2 separate regions of the Drosophila melanogaster genome follow, and region 2 is linked to region 1. The links are chromatin contacts, called in public Hi-C maps. All regions are on one chromosome and are shown on one strand. The core of a region is the stretch at or near the end of the contact, and the rest is flanking DNA. Distances in the headings are between cores, read along the strand shown. Region 1 holds the start of Mst89B. Region 2 holds the start of pad (poils au dos).

Evidence for each region. A called contact is a pair of places that touch in the nucleus more often than the background predicts.
Region 2: a Hi-C map of the Kc167 cell line shows a contact between it and region 1, with 2.3 times the contacts expected there. A contact is called at or near these places in 23 of 107 Hi-C or Micro-C datasets (the D17-c3 cell line, the Kc167 cell line, the ML-DmBG3-c2 cell line and 8 more) and 1 of 7 datasets of targeted methods (the Kc167 cell line).

What each region holds. Positions count from the first base shown.
Region 1 is chr3R:16,265,014-16,272,573 of dm6, forward strand. Mst89B reads left to right here and starts at 1,999. Exons shown (of 3, transcript NM_142272.2): 1 at 1,999-2,149; 2 at 2,210-2,424; 3 at 2,500-3,420. The coding sequence starts at 2,083. The coding sequence ends at 3,327. asun (asunder) reads left to right here. Exons shown (of 3, transcript NM_079655.4): 1 at 1-910; 2 at 975-1,280; 3 at 1,341-1,878. The coding sequence ends at 1,533. Mat89Ba (Maternal transcript 89Ba) reads right to left here and starts at 7,402. Exons shown (of 6, transcript NM_142273.4): 1 at 7,283-7,402; 2 at 5,848-7,226; 3 at 5,684-5,794; 4 at 4,387-5,627; 5 at 3,924-4,327; 6 at 3,316-3,857. The coding sequence starts at 7,321. The coding sequence ends at 3,450. It also overlaps a transcript of gish not described here.
Region 2 is chr3R:16,339,497-16,346,492 of dm6, forward strand. It overlaps pad (poils au dos), which reads left to right and starts at 2,822. Exons shown (of 5, transcript NM_142277.3): 1 at 2,822-3,050; 2 at 3,110-3,492; 3 at 3,548-5,368; 4 at 5,430-5,631; 5 at 5,693-6,333. The coding sequence starts at 2,898. The coding sequence ends at 5,908. SF2 (Splicing factor 2) reads right to left here and starts at 2,492. Exons shown (of 4, transcript NM_001260210.2): 1 at 2,232-2,492; 2 at 1,733-2,102; 3 at 1,326-1,450; 4 at 1-1,266. The coding sequence starts at 2,395. The coding sequence ends at 1,158. It overlaps Sulf1 (Sulfated), which reads right to left and starts at 79. Exons shown (of 10, transcript NM_001275698.1): 1 at 1-79. CG14879 reads right to left here. Exons shown (of 3, transcript NM_001300434.1): 3 at 6,329-6,502.

The sequences.
Region 1 (7,560 bases), core at 749-3,248:
TTGTGCCGCTGGGCGTTGAATCGTTGGTTACCAATCGCAGCCTGCTCAAGATATCGCCGCTGCTTGATGTCGAGATCCACACAGTCAGTGCCCCGGATATTTCCTATAAGCTGACGCACCTCATACTGAACCATTACGACCTAGCTAGTACCACGGTGACTAACATACCCATGAAAGAGGAGCAGAACGCCAACTCCAGCGCCAACTACGATGTGGAAATCCTGCACAGCCGAAGGGCCCACTCCATCACCTGTGGCCCAGATTTCAGTCTACCCACGAGCATCAAGCAAGGTGCCACATACGAAACAGTGACTCTTAAGTGGTGCACACCGCGCGGTTGCGGCTCTGCAGATCTACAGCCCTGTCTGGGTCAGTTCCTCGTGACACCGGTGGACGTCACCTCGCGGCCCAGTTCTTGCTTGATTAACTTTCTGCTTAACGGACGTTCAGTCTTGCTGGAAATGCCGCGCAAGACCGGCTCAAAGGCCACCAGCCATATGCTTTCTGCACGCGGTGGCGAGATCTTTGTGCACTCCCTGTGCATCACGCGCTCCTGCATGGATGAGGCTCCATCAATTACTGATGGCCCCGGAGGACGTGTCTCGGACTATCGCACCGCCGAACTTGGTCAACTGATCAAGATGTCGCGCGTGGTTCCGCTCAAGGTTAAGGATCCATCTGCTCCGCCCTTGACGCGCCGGTTGCCTCGCTACTTCCCCCTGACCACCAGCTCTTCGATTCTGTTCCATCTACAGCGACACATCAGTTGGCTTCCGCATTTTCTCCATCTTTTAGTGAAGGAAGACATGGATAAGCAGGACGAGGTGCGGTGCCAGCAGCACATTCACGAGCTGTACAAAAGCGCCTCGCGTGGCGATGTCCTACCATTTACCCACACCAATGGAGCAAGGTAAGCAATTTATAGATATCTTTTATATATTTTCAATTTTTTATATTTAATTAACTCATTTCAGACTAAAGCTTTCCAAGGCCAAAGACCAGTACCGCTTGCTGTACAGGGAACTGGAGCAATTAATTCAACTAAATGCCACCACAATGCACCATAAAAATCTGCTGGAAAGCCTACAGAGTTTGCGAGCCGCATACGGCGATGCCCCGCTGAAGTCGGAACCTGGAGCAAGTCTCCTGCGCACCTACACGGAATCCCCACTCTCTCCCGAACGGCTGGAGCCCATCAGTAGCGTCGGTGCTAGTGGCAGCAGCAGCTCCAATAGCCTTCTCAAGGCGAGCAAGCGTCGCATGTCTAGTTGTGGGCAAAGGTATGTCGTATGTATGTATTTCTTGATAGAGTCCTTAATTCGCGCAATATTTGTCCCCAGATCCCTGCTAGATATTATATCCTCAGCAGAGCGAAGCCAGTCCAACAAACGATTGGATTTCTCGGGACGCCTTTGCACTCCGTTGGGTCAAGTGGCCAAGCTGTATCCGGATTTTGGTACCAAGGACAAAGACACAGTTACGACGGGGGCCAGTATTACGCCCAATGTTAAGGAGGAATCCGTACGTAGTTAAAATGGCACGGAGAACGCCGAATTTAAGCTGGGACTGTAGTATATATATATATAAAAGAAACATAATCATTTCCTTAAACAATGCTTAGTGTACGGCTTAATAGGAATTAATTTGAATGTAAAATGAAGTATTTTTCTGAGTTTCGTATAATCGCTTCTTTAAGACTGGGACAACATTACTGTGGAAGACGACATTATAATTCCTCTATTTAAGCTGCCTCAAATTGGATTAGTTTATGATTCAAACTGTTTGTTTAACTTAAGAAAATATAAACATGGGCCAATGAGTTTTTTTTAACTTGTGATTGTGATCTTTGGCACGGTAATAAAAACGAAAAGTACCCAGAATATAATTATAAATAAAATTCGTTTATTTATTAAACGGATTTAACTATTGAATTTAAAATTTCGAAATTGTCAAATTGTCAAATTTGTGGCCAATCAAAATATCGTTTTCTCCTTTGGTGTTTTATAGAAAAAATTGTATTCAAACGCTAAATTCTCAGATCGAATTTGATAATATTTTCCAAAATTTGTGTAATCTTTGGCAATGGCGAACAATTTTAACACGAGAAAAGTGATGCAGGTAGCGGAGGAGGGGGCACCACCTGTTCACAGTGAGCATCGATATTGATTATTGTAATATGCAGAGTATTGACTAACTTTTCTTCGGTAAGTTCCCATAATGGTTGGCAATGAGATTATTGTGCTCACCCAGCAGGACATTCGTCGTGTGGAAGACACGCGAGTGATAAGCTACAGTCGTGTAGGACCCAACGGGCAGTTTCTTCCCTTGGATACTTCTTCGCCAGGTGCGGTTTATTTCCCCCCGCCAAACACCACGCACTTCTGCACTTTGGATGATCTTCTCCGCAATGCTTCTGACAAAAGGGTCTGTATGCGAATGGACATCGAAGAGGATGTGAACCCTGCAAAGTCGACCAATGATACATGTCTTTTTCTACAGGAAACCTCGAACCCGCTGAAGACAGTTGCAAGTGTGTCTACTCAATTGGTTTGGTCAAAGAAAAAGTCGGGATCTGAACACCGTTTACCACTTTGCTACGATGCCGGCACCTCGACATCCGGGTTGATGACAAACACTGGATGCCAGCACTGCCCCAAGTGCGAGACGCAGCACTCGAGCTGTCAAACTCAAATGTTTGCCAAAACGCAGACAACTGTGGAGCGCGAGATGCCTCGGAATGCGAGTTGCCAAACGAAGGACACCGCCACCCCAACTAGAACTTCTATTGTGAAGGCTCCACAGAATGTGGGTTGCCAAACTCAGAGCTGTCTCAGTGAAAATACCTATATGAAGAACGAGCCCGCTAACTCGAGATGCCAGGCTCAGCGCAACACAAACTCCACCGGGTGCGGTACATATAGCGACCTATTTGAAACGACCTCAGCAGAGTCTTACACATCAGCTGAATGTGATTACACTTCATCGGTGGAAAGCACCTGTCAGCACTGTAAGTCACAACCGACCTGCACGGATCAGACGTTGATAGTACCAATGCAACCTCAAGTTCAGTCGCCCGTACCACCACAGGAGCAGCCTTGCACATCTAGACATATCCGCTTTGATCTCTGCACCCAGGTTAATAACTTTGAACCTCATGTGGAACCTCATTTCTATAGAACGATACCGTTGGGCCAAAATCCCTATCCGCGAGCTCAAGTCTCCAAGCCATCAGTCTCCAAACATACGGGTTGGACGAATCTCAATCCTGATCACGAAATACTTCAGCAGGAGCTCAGTCAAAACGCGTCCATAAGTAAACATCAGTAATGCTATAGTTTTTATATCACCGTTTTTCGCGATTTCTTATGCTGCTATATGCCATTTTTTTTTAAACCAAAATTAAAGCTATTTTTTTAACTTAGTAACGGTTTAGCTACATATTTCTATAACTATTTCAAGACCTTAAGGGTTGAGCTTTTTATTAGGCGTTTCCTTTTGGGTAGTGCTTTTTTCCCGGTGCCCTTGCGTTGCCTATGCTTTTTCGGCTTTGGCTTCGACTCCTCCTCTGCCTTGTTGGCATCAAAGTACCGCATGGGCTTCTGATGCTCGCGCTGTTCCCGTTTGAGCTCCTCTGGTGTGGCGATGCGCAGGTAGAAATCTTTCAGTAAGAGTTTGAAGTCCTCGAGCAGTGTTTCCTTGAGAACTTGAACCTTTTTATTACCACAAGGACTGCATGCCTGCAGCTCTGTGACCTTAAATGGCTTTGCAGCGAATTCCGTTGGTGGCCGCCATACAATGCCCAGTTCCTTGCCTCCGTGCGGATTGTAAAAGAACGCAGCAAAGTCGGAGTATGCAGACTAGCGGAAAAAAGAAGGGAAATGAGAATTTTCAAATACAAAGCTGGCTGCTTTATAACATCTTACTCTTAGTAGTCCCACAATTCGAGCAATGTAATCTGATCCTGCGCGGGGCAAGCTAAAGTTTGGCTGGCTAAATGAAACAAATGGTGACCCCAGATCGTAGCTTAAGGAATTCGGCACGAGATCTGGCTTAAATTGGATAACCAGATCGTATCCCTCGTTGGAAGCTCGAAATAATTGGGCCGGCCGCACAAACCTCAGATCTTTCGACATCAGGCTGGTTTCAATAATCTCGAGCGCATGGCGGGCCAGTCGCGTCACATGTCCAAGCACCCGTTGACTGGGTGACTGATCCGAGGTCCACAATCGTCCGGCATGCTGCATATCGTAAGAGGTGGCCACAGCCAAAGGAGGATAACTTTGACGGTTGCTGCGGTAGTTGTGCTCCAGATCGGCAATTTGTTGTTCTTGAGAACGTAAAGTTGAATTATTTTATAACATTATGGAGTGGTAACAAAGAACTTACCCTGCCAGCTATTGTTGAAGTTTAGCAGGAAGAGTTCGCCATTAAAATCGCTATGGGAAAGCAGCTGCAGGAAACGTATGAATCCAGTTTGAGGTGCCGCTATGGACTGCGGTGCATACCGCTGCTGAAAGAGATGCGCCACCAGTAGCTCAGTAGCCATATCAGGCCACAAGCCATCGTCCAGCAGTTGTGTGGCCAGCCAGCGCTTGGCCAACAGCACAGTGGAACCAAATGCGCTGTAAGTTTGATGAAGCGAATGTAGAGCCCCACTTACTTTGGGTAGAATATAATGTTGACGCTCTAAGGAACGACTGGCTGCATTGTCTATATATGTAGTTATGCCACGCTCAGTAACTTCCTGCTTCAGCAGCGCCAGCTCCTTGTTGTGTGCCAGCTCTATAAGGAAGCAGTAACCTTGCTTGAGTACGAGCAGACCGTCGGCGGACATCACCCAATGAAGCCGGCACTGCGCTTCCAACTTTTCGCCAATTTCGATAAGAAATGCAGTTTTAAGAGCACGCAGTGCACCAAGTTCAGTGGGCCACTTGCCGCTTTGCCCGAGCTGGATTACCACACGCTGAATGCTGCTTGCCAGGATGCGGTTTTCTACCAGAAGCGCCTGTGGGAGAACGGGCTGCGGCTCGCAGTAGCGGAAAATGGGCGAGACGCCTGATATGGAGACTATCTCTAGAGGAAGATCATTCAGCCCGTGTAGTTGGCGTGCCAACTCATCATAGCAGCGGATGACGTGCGGACTAAGTGCCTCTGCGTCGGTATCTTGACCCAATGGCAGCTTGGTCTTTAGCTTATTGACCTTAAACCAAGGAGACAGCTGGTAGACTTGGTCCAACTCGCCGCCAATGTATTGTACTTCCTTGCTGTCCAGTTGTAGGTGATGCTCCAATAGATGCAGCACAATCTGGCGAACAATTAGTCGCTTCTTGGCGGGTGAATCCTGGGCGGTCCCCCAAACCACAGCTTCTGTGATGCTGCCATCCTGAAACCGACGTAGGTTTGATTTCTCTCCCCAGAACCGTCGGAATTCCTCAGCTCCCTCATGATCATCGTTGGCAGCAGGTCCTTTGTTTAACACCTGGTATGCGTGCTCTGGCTGAAGTATAAGGCCCAGTTGAATATACTTCCCAATAACGGGCGCTTTTTTTTCCACAGGCCAGGCGGCTGTCGCAGTTTCTAAGGGTAGTATGGAGTGGACACGTTCAGCAAGTCCCTTTTTAAGGAGCCTAAAGTTATGATTATTATTTCTTTGTAAGTTGCCTGTTTAGCTTAGTTAACTCACTCAGTCAGTAAATGTAGCAGCTGCGGGTAACCATAATTAGCAAAATCGTACTTAATTCGAGGATGCGAATGCAGTGTAAGCATTTGATTTATGCATGAATAATTGGAAATCCTGGGGAAAAATAAAGTTTATAATTGAAAAACTAACATTTTAGCTTCACATACTTTAAGATATTATCCACCCTGCTGTACAGTGGACACTTTTGCATAAAGATAAGCGGGAAACTGTTTAGCTTCATGTCGTTCAGTAGTTCCACCGCCAGTTTGGCCTCCTCTCGAACTCTCTGATACAGGTAAAGCGGAATATTTGCGCATAGATTATGCTGTCCAGTGAAGTCTATAAAGCAAACGTCATAGTGTTCGGCAAACTTGTTTAATTCTTCCGTTTGAATGGGAGCAACAGACAGGCTAATGCCTTTCGTCCAGTCCGTGTTCGCCAGTTGGTTCCATACAGTGCGTGCCACTTGGTAACTGCTGCTTGACTGATGCAGAATGCGCTGCGTATTTAGGTACACAATAAAAGCGGCTAAGATGTGGGCACCAAACCCACTGTAACCTATGTCCAGTTGCCTCTGACGCAACCATACTTTAAGGAGCAGCAGGCCGTCCTGAAAATTACGCCTGCTCTTAAAGGCCTTATCCAATTGAGCCTGGTTCTCGGACAAAGTTAGATCAAACAGTACGTTTGCGTTGTAGTGTTGGGTGGAGGGCAGCGGATCTTTCTCGTCCCATTCGTCACCGTAAAACGAGGGCCGAATATTGTTGTTCCAGGGAACAAATCTGCCTGGCTTAAAACTGCTTAATGGGGCAGTGATGAACAGACGCACTTGCAGGTGCTTGTTTACTTGCTTAGTAACTGGGATCAATTCCAGAACCGGCTTAAGCGGGTTGTTAGCATAGTAGTTGAAATTAAACTGATCTTCTGCATAATCTGGGGACTCCATCATCCTCTCCGTCACATAAGTAAGATACAAAGCTCGCTTCTGGTCATAGCGAAGGTTTAGGTAATCTTCTTTGTGCAGGGATTCTTTTGGCATCTCCAGGGCCACATCCACTACAATTTTGGGACCCAGCAAAGTGCCCGTGGCGGCGGCTCCGATCAGATAAGGTTCCCTGGTGGGCTTGGAGAAAACAAATCCGGTCGGCTTTTCAGAAAGCTTCATTGGAACTTCCAAGTGGGTACGCTCCATCAAGCCATCCTTTAGCTGTCGGGTAAAGGCCGTAAAGGATTCAAGCCAGTTTTCAATGAAATCTGTGTATTTCTGCTTTAACTGCAGCTCCTCCAGCATTTCCTTAACTTGAAGCTTAAAGAGATTGGAGTGGAAGAGATTTTGGGTGTCTCGTAGCTCCTTCATCTCCTCCAAAGTGGGCGGCTTTACATTCTTGGTACCTTCTCTCTGCTTGAAGTTGTTCTTCTTTGGTATGGCAGTGGATGGTGGGTCGCTCTTGGCGATTTTGGGTTTTGGTTCATCAAGGTCGCTGTGATCCCCGGCATGTGCAATTGCTTGGGTACCTGTTCGAGCAGCTCCCTTCGGAGAGCCCACCTAAACAAAGTATGTTATAGGCCAAATAGTTTCCATAAAGATCTAGACAATCTTACCAACTTTCCTGGCATGATGTTTCCCTGTACAAATCGCATATAATATAAAATTTATTTACTTGTTGGAGAGAGAGCTAAACTCGCACGTGTTGCAGATGCGGTATTTCAGAATTCGGTATTTCATTAGAGGTTTTTGTATGGTCACCCTAGAACTGGGCAGATTCGTTTTTTAGTCCCAAATCAGCCGCAAAAACAGTGTCGAACGTAATTATAATTAAAATATTGAAAAGGTTTTATACACTAAATAAATTAGAGCAAAATATATTGCATGGTACACA
Region 2 (6,996 bases), core at 1,572-4,071, 75 kb after region 1:
TGCGATCCAAAGAAGGCGACAACAAAGCGTGTGAGCCTGTCCAAGCGAATCCTAATCCCGACCGTTAGGCAGATGCCGAAGAAGGGGCGAGGCTCGAAGAGATGCGGCCGAGTCCGAAACTGTATGATTTAGTCCTGTCCAAGGGCAACGCAAGTGTTCCTCACCGTCAACGATGCCATCGACATTCTCCTCCTCCAAACATCCGTTAACCTGAACACGACCAAAGTTCACACATAAAATCCTTCAACAATGCGAAATTCCTGTCTCCTCCTCCTCCGAGGTGCGAGTTAGCCATGGGACACTGCATCCCACGTTGTCCTAGCGAAGGGCTCAGAACAATCCTAAATCCAAATCCAATCCTGATTACAATCAAATAAATATTTTCATATTTATAAGATCTATAGACAGGTCCTGCCTCCACTAAATTCAATCCAAATTTATCCAATCCACGCCAAAATCAACATCAAAATATCCTCCTCCACATCCATTAATCCTCATCCTCCACATCCTCATCACTCTCCAAACATAAACGCGCAAAATGGGGAAGAGAAGAAAATAAAAATTAAAGTATTAATAGTTTGCTTATCAATGTGGTTGACATTGCGTTGTGTTCGGATTTCTGTTTCTTTTCTTTATCTCATTACAAACATATTTATTCTGTATCGATGTTTCTTGTTTTCGTTAAGGTAGATTCTAATAAATTAGCTTGGAAAACGTGCAGCCAAAATAAGAGTTATAATATAATATGTAGGAAGCAGACTGAGCAAAGGCTCAAAAGATAATCAAAAGCAAATCAAGGAATGCCGAGTGCTTTTGGCCAAAGAGAATTCCTTGGTTTACAGTTGTCATTTTAGAACTGTTTTTGTCAAATTTTGCCCGGTGGATTATAACTTAAGAGAACATTTCTGCTTCTTAGAACGTGTGATAAGTTGGAAAAGCAAGTGTTTTTCTTTTTTAAGTATGTTGGCTTCGGTGAGAGTTCGGAACTTGACTGAACAAACTTGATTGGTCGTTGATTTCATTTTACAAATCAATTTACAATTGGGGTATTTGAGGGGTCTTGAACAAATATTGATTGGTATTTCCTAATATAGCTTGCTTTTCCTGTTTCCTGCTCATTAAAATATTATAGATTAATGGATAATGCTTGGTTGTGTTTAATAGTTAGAACGTGAGCGAGACCTGGAATAAGATTGACGTCGCACTGGGGAGTATGTGGGAGTGCCACGACGGCGCGGCCTCGACGAGAATGAGCGCGAACGGGATCTGTGGAGGGATTCATAGAATAAATATTGAAAAATGAACTGTGGTAATATTTGGTTTACCTGTCGCGGTAGTCACGGCTTCCACCTCCGCCGCTGCCGCCACCACCTCCACCGCTGCCGCCACCACCACCGCCTCTGTCGTTATCACCGCTATCCTCGCGTACGCGAATGTAGGCAACCTCGCCCTAAAGACAATAAAAATATTAATATCATTTGAATAATGTCGCCAAACTATTTTTCAAAATGTAAACAGGAATGTGAACTAGATGTTTATCAAATTGACACATTTAAGGGCGTAAGTGTAAGCATCTACACCAATATAACTTAATGTTATTCCTGAAATCATATTTAATTATTCCAGCCTGTGAATAATGTATGCTGACAAAATAAATGCAAAAGTAAATTCTCTACCTTGAAACCCGAATACATTTGAATTTTACAAAGTTGGAACTGGACAATTTACATACCTCATGCGATCGGAAGCGAGAGTCGTCCAATTTTTTGATTGCGTACTTCATGTCCTCGTGGCGCAGGAACTCAACGACGCCGGAACCATCCTTGTAAGTGTCCGCGAAGCAGACGTCGCCGGCCTCGCGCATGTGATCCTTGAGATCTTGCCACGATCCGGAGGCGGGCAGTCCAGTAACCATGACGCGGTACTGCGAGCGCTTGGCTGGCGGTCCGCGTCCGCCCATCCGTCCCCCACCGTCGCGGCTTCGGTCATTGCGGTTGCCGCCGCGGTAGCTTCCAGGACCACCGCCCCGCGGGAACTCCACGCGCAGACGATACCCATCGTAGTCGTAGCCGTCGCGCGCCTTCACCGCATCGTCGGCATCCCTAAATTGGGCCAAGAGGCAGCCGGAGGATATGGACCATGGTCAAGGAAGGAAGAGAAGCAGTTGTCGCGAATTAGTTGGGTGTCTTAGCCGGGGCGCTGGGCCAGCTGTGTGTATTCGCATTACTCACCGCGCATCTTCGAACTCAACAAAAGCAAATGGCGGCCCACGCCGATTTTTCAGATCGACGAAAGTTACTTTGCCGAACTTGTGGAACAGGTCCTGGATATCCTTGGTGCGTATATCTGGGGGAAGGTTGCCCACATATATACGGCACTCGTTGCGTGATCCCATTTTCTCCAGTTTAAATCAGACGCTTCGATCTATTTCGATTTTCAGAGAACTTATTTTTGTCACGCTCACAATGACAAATGGCCGACGCAGTATGACCGTTAGTTCGAGTTGGGTAAATCCCTTGGGTGCACAGTAGTTATCGATAATTATAACGTTGATACGAAACTATAGGTGGAAGTTTCGTTGCTTATATCGATAGCTACCCTGTAAGTACTTACTTCGCTTAGTTGGGAATTAGAATGAATAAGTTATTAGAATGAAATAAATTAAGAAGTTTGTGGAATTTCCTCGGTTAAAGGTTATAAGGCAGGGTAAACATAATGTCGTTCCTTTCATTTATATTATAATTTACCGATAGTTATTGCCAATCACGCCGAGCTGCAATGTATTCGCGCAGTGTCACCACTAAGCGTCGTTCAGTCGAAGAAAAGACAACAAATATTTGCATGTGCAATACACTAAACATAAATAGCATTTCGAAAACCACTGAGCCACCGGAAAAATGGCTGCGGCCGGAAGCAACGTTCGCTGCATTAACTACTACGACCTGTGTCGCATCTGCACGGACAGCAGCGATCACAAGACGAACATCTACTCACCCGAGGGACGCGCCAAGAATCTGAGCCAAAAGATACTCGAGTGTCTCTCACTGCAGGTCGTGCTAGTGCATCAATCTCCCATTACTTTTGGCTAACAAACCCATACTTCTTGCAGATCGATGAAAAGGATCGCTTGCCCAAAGTGGTGTGCGCCCAGTGTGTGCAGTTGGTGGAGCAAATCCACGGACTTCGCGCCACTTGCCGTAACTCACAGACCATGCTAAACAACTGTCTCAATATTCGCCCGGCGCCAAGCAGCGACAAGCTATACATTCGGGATGCGGTCGATGAAACTGGGAAGAGCCTCAGTGTGGCGCAGTCAGCTCCACCAGTTCCTAATGGAGCTCAGCAGTCCGGAAATCTCTTGAACAGCATAATCCAGGCGGTAAACATGCAGCCCCAGCAGCAGTACACCATAACGATGGACAACGGGGTACAGCAGCAGCAGCAGCAGCATCAAGCTATGCCGGAAGTTCAAATAAAAAGCGAAAGACAGACGTGAGTGGGAATTCACTTTCATGAAAATCATCTCAATAACATTCTATCCACTTAGTGCTTTGGAAGAGTTTATACGCCTCAAGCCTGACATCAAGATAACGCCGCTGGGGAAAAAGGAGCCCATATCGCCTGCCAAGCCCCAGCAGCAACATTCTCTGCAGTCCCAGACAGTAACGCCTACCATAAACCCTACTCAGTTGCAGTTACAACCGCAGCTAGGCGATCAACTGCAGCCTTTGTGGCAGCAGATTCAACAACTTCAGCTTCAGCAACAACTACAGCAACTGACCAACCAGCTGCAGGCTACCACACAGTACTCCGTCGCTCAGGATGATACGTCAAGTTCTGGCGACAGTAAAAAGCCAAAGTTGAACTTTGTGCTCTCTTCGCCTACAGCGCCCCAGTTCACCACTTCAATGCCGCAATTCGGTGGCAGTCAGCCGCAAATACAGCTGCAGTTGATGCCAGGTAGCGGAGGAGTGACAAGTGCAGGGACAGTTCCTGCCCAGACGCAGCTAAATGCTGCTGCCCTGCTCTCCAGCCTGGCGGGTCCGCAGTCGACAACCAACCTGCTGTCACCAAACAAGTGCTTTCTGCCTATCACCATTCGGGACGAGAATTCGGATCAGCAGATCGTGGCGCACATAGACACCAAGAACCTAGTGTTGCCCACGACATACCAAGTACAGATGAAACTTCAGCCTCAGCTGGCCACTGCGGATGGCCAGCCAATCATGCAGCTGACACCAACATCAATTCCGGCTACTCTGCAACTGACACCGCAAACATTGGGCAATCCAGGAAGCGCCTTCCAGGGCACTACGGTGACGCAAAATCAATTTCTGGCGCCGCAACAACCGCTTACCCAACTTCCAAATACGGCACAAGTGACCTCTCAGCAAATTATTAGATCTCCACATACCAGCACCACCAATTCGCAGTTGGTGATACGGAATGTGACCAATATTCCACCGACTCCCACCACGCCCACTAGCAGCAAGAAAGCCCCCACTTTTAAAACGCCTTCTCCAAAGCAAAAACCGATGCCATCGCCAAAGAGCAAAACTACTGTGGGGCCGTCCTCAGGTGGAAGCAATGGCACGTCCACCAACGAGTTCAAGCGATTGATAACCCAGACAAAGCCACAACCGCAGGTGAAGCAACAGCAGACCGCAGGACTCTCTGCGTCAGGCGCCCCGACAGCGACATCAGCAAATCAAGCAGCCATGCAGCGGCTCTCCTCGAATACAACGATCACCAAGGTGCCCAAGCAGCCTGCTTCTTTGCCGGCACCAGCTCCCACATCTAATCCCGCCAAACTGCCCATGCTGAACAAACAGAATATCACAATCAGTCGAATCTCAATGCAGACAGCGCCAAAGGCGCAAAGTAAGCCCTCTACTACATCCCCAACTCCTGCTTCACAGCCGATTCCTGTGTCCGTTCCCGCCCTAAGCCAAGCACAACCACCTCCGCTGGCGGCGCAGCATAAAAAGATCGTACGCAAGCCTCCTGAGAACCAGGACACTTCAGGGCAGAAAGTTAAAGCAGCGCGACCGCCGCAGCAGATCCTTCCTTCTCCACAGCAGGAAGGACAGAACGCGACCCATTCTGGGAGCGAAGCGCCCACAACTTCTGGCCTCATATGCCCCACCTGTAAGCGTGAATTTAAAAAGAAAGAACACCTCACCCAACACGTTAAGCTGCACGCGGGCCTGCGACCCTTTAAGTGTTCGGAAGAGGGTTGCGACAAGACCTTCAGCCGCAAAGAGCACCTGTCCCGGCACTTAGTATCCCATTCTGGACAAAAGATGTACACGTGCGAGGTGTGCAAAAAGCCCTTCTCGCGAAAGGATAACCTGAATAAGCATAGGCGGTCAGCATTTATATACATCTAGTTAAATTCAACAGAGATTCATAAATATCCTTTCTTTCAGAATTCACACGCAGACATCAACCGAAACCTTATACTGTTGCGATGTTTGCAACAAAAACTTTGCCACCAAGTTGCACTACGAGAAGCATCGGGAGATGCATAAGAAAATTCGACCGGAAAGCGCGGCTCCGGGTGCAACTGCATCGCCTGCAGCAGCACCTGCGCTAACTCACGTTCGAAGCAATGGTCAGGTGCCCAATAAGGTGAGTCCGTAATACCATTCATATTTTAAAAGTGCTAATCCGACCTCTCATCGCATCCAAGGCGGTTTTCGAAATCAAACAAGAACGTTCTGCTCAGCAGACGCAAACACAGCAGCCACCGGCCCAGGTAATGCATGTTGTGACTACCCAGGATCTGGCCGGAAACACAATAACGATCACACAAGCTCCCGACTCCAATATGCCCGGATCTCTGGCCAATTACGTCCAGCTGGGCTTTTCTCAGTTCCAGAATCCCAGCGCATCAGTCGCAAAGTAATTAGTCCTTAAGCTCGAAAAGTGAATCCACCTTACCTCGTATCCTAGTCCGCGGTCTATTCCAACATCTGGTCGCCAGTTCCTTGTATTGTATAGTTTTCGGTAAATTTTCCTTTTAATTTTCTTTGTGCAATATTATTTATAGCAAATTTGAAGCGCGTTTTCACGTTTCTTTTATTTCCTTAACTTATTTTAGTGTTATATGTGTTATTCTTTTTATCAGTAAATCGCAAAAGTTTTATTAGCATAAGTCCCTAGAGCGTTTGTGTAAAGATTCCTATTTTAAGGATAATTGTAAGGCATTGTAAATATCTGTGTATCTATTATGTATGTACAAGCTGTAGCTGTAAACAATGGTAAAAATACCTTTTTTGGGTGAAGAAAATGATTCCATTGCAAAAATAAATATAATGTATAATTTATGGCAAAAAAATTAATGTGTATTTCGTTTGGTATTGCATAGGAGCCTTTAGTTTTGTAGCGCTATAAAGCAGATGGCAGGCCCCAATGTTTACGCAAATATTTTTGGTAAGACTCTTCTCGCTGAAAGTATGAATATCAGACGGTTATTTTATTCCAGGGGTCGGCCAGATTTCTGAAAGATTTTCGAAAGAGCACGTAATTCTAAATCTACCATGCGAACAAACGAAAAACAAATGCAAGCATGTTTCCCATCGGTTTCCGAACAAAAATTTATTAGCATTTAAGAATACCAATTCCAATGAATTTGTGTTTACGCATTTAATTTGTGGAAAACGCACTTGTCATGCGATTTTTAATACTTGGCGTGGTCTGTATACATATGTATGTAGGTATTACAGGTAAAGCTAACACTTACATTGTAGGTTTACAATCTGAATGGAAGACTTTAGCAAGCGCGAAACAGAAACTCAAGGTGTATTATACATAAAATTCTTTGGCCTTACAAATACGTTTGCTATCAACTACAAACAAAGAAACAATTAGCAACTGCAAAGGATAGCAATAGGACATAGCAGAGCTAAAGTGACGTCATAAGACAGATAGCACCGAGGTGAGTGATATGTGACTGACATATATATGTATGTATGTAGTCCGTGAATGTGTGTT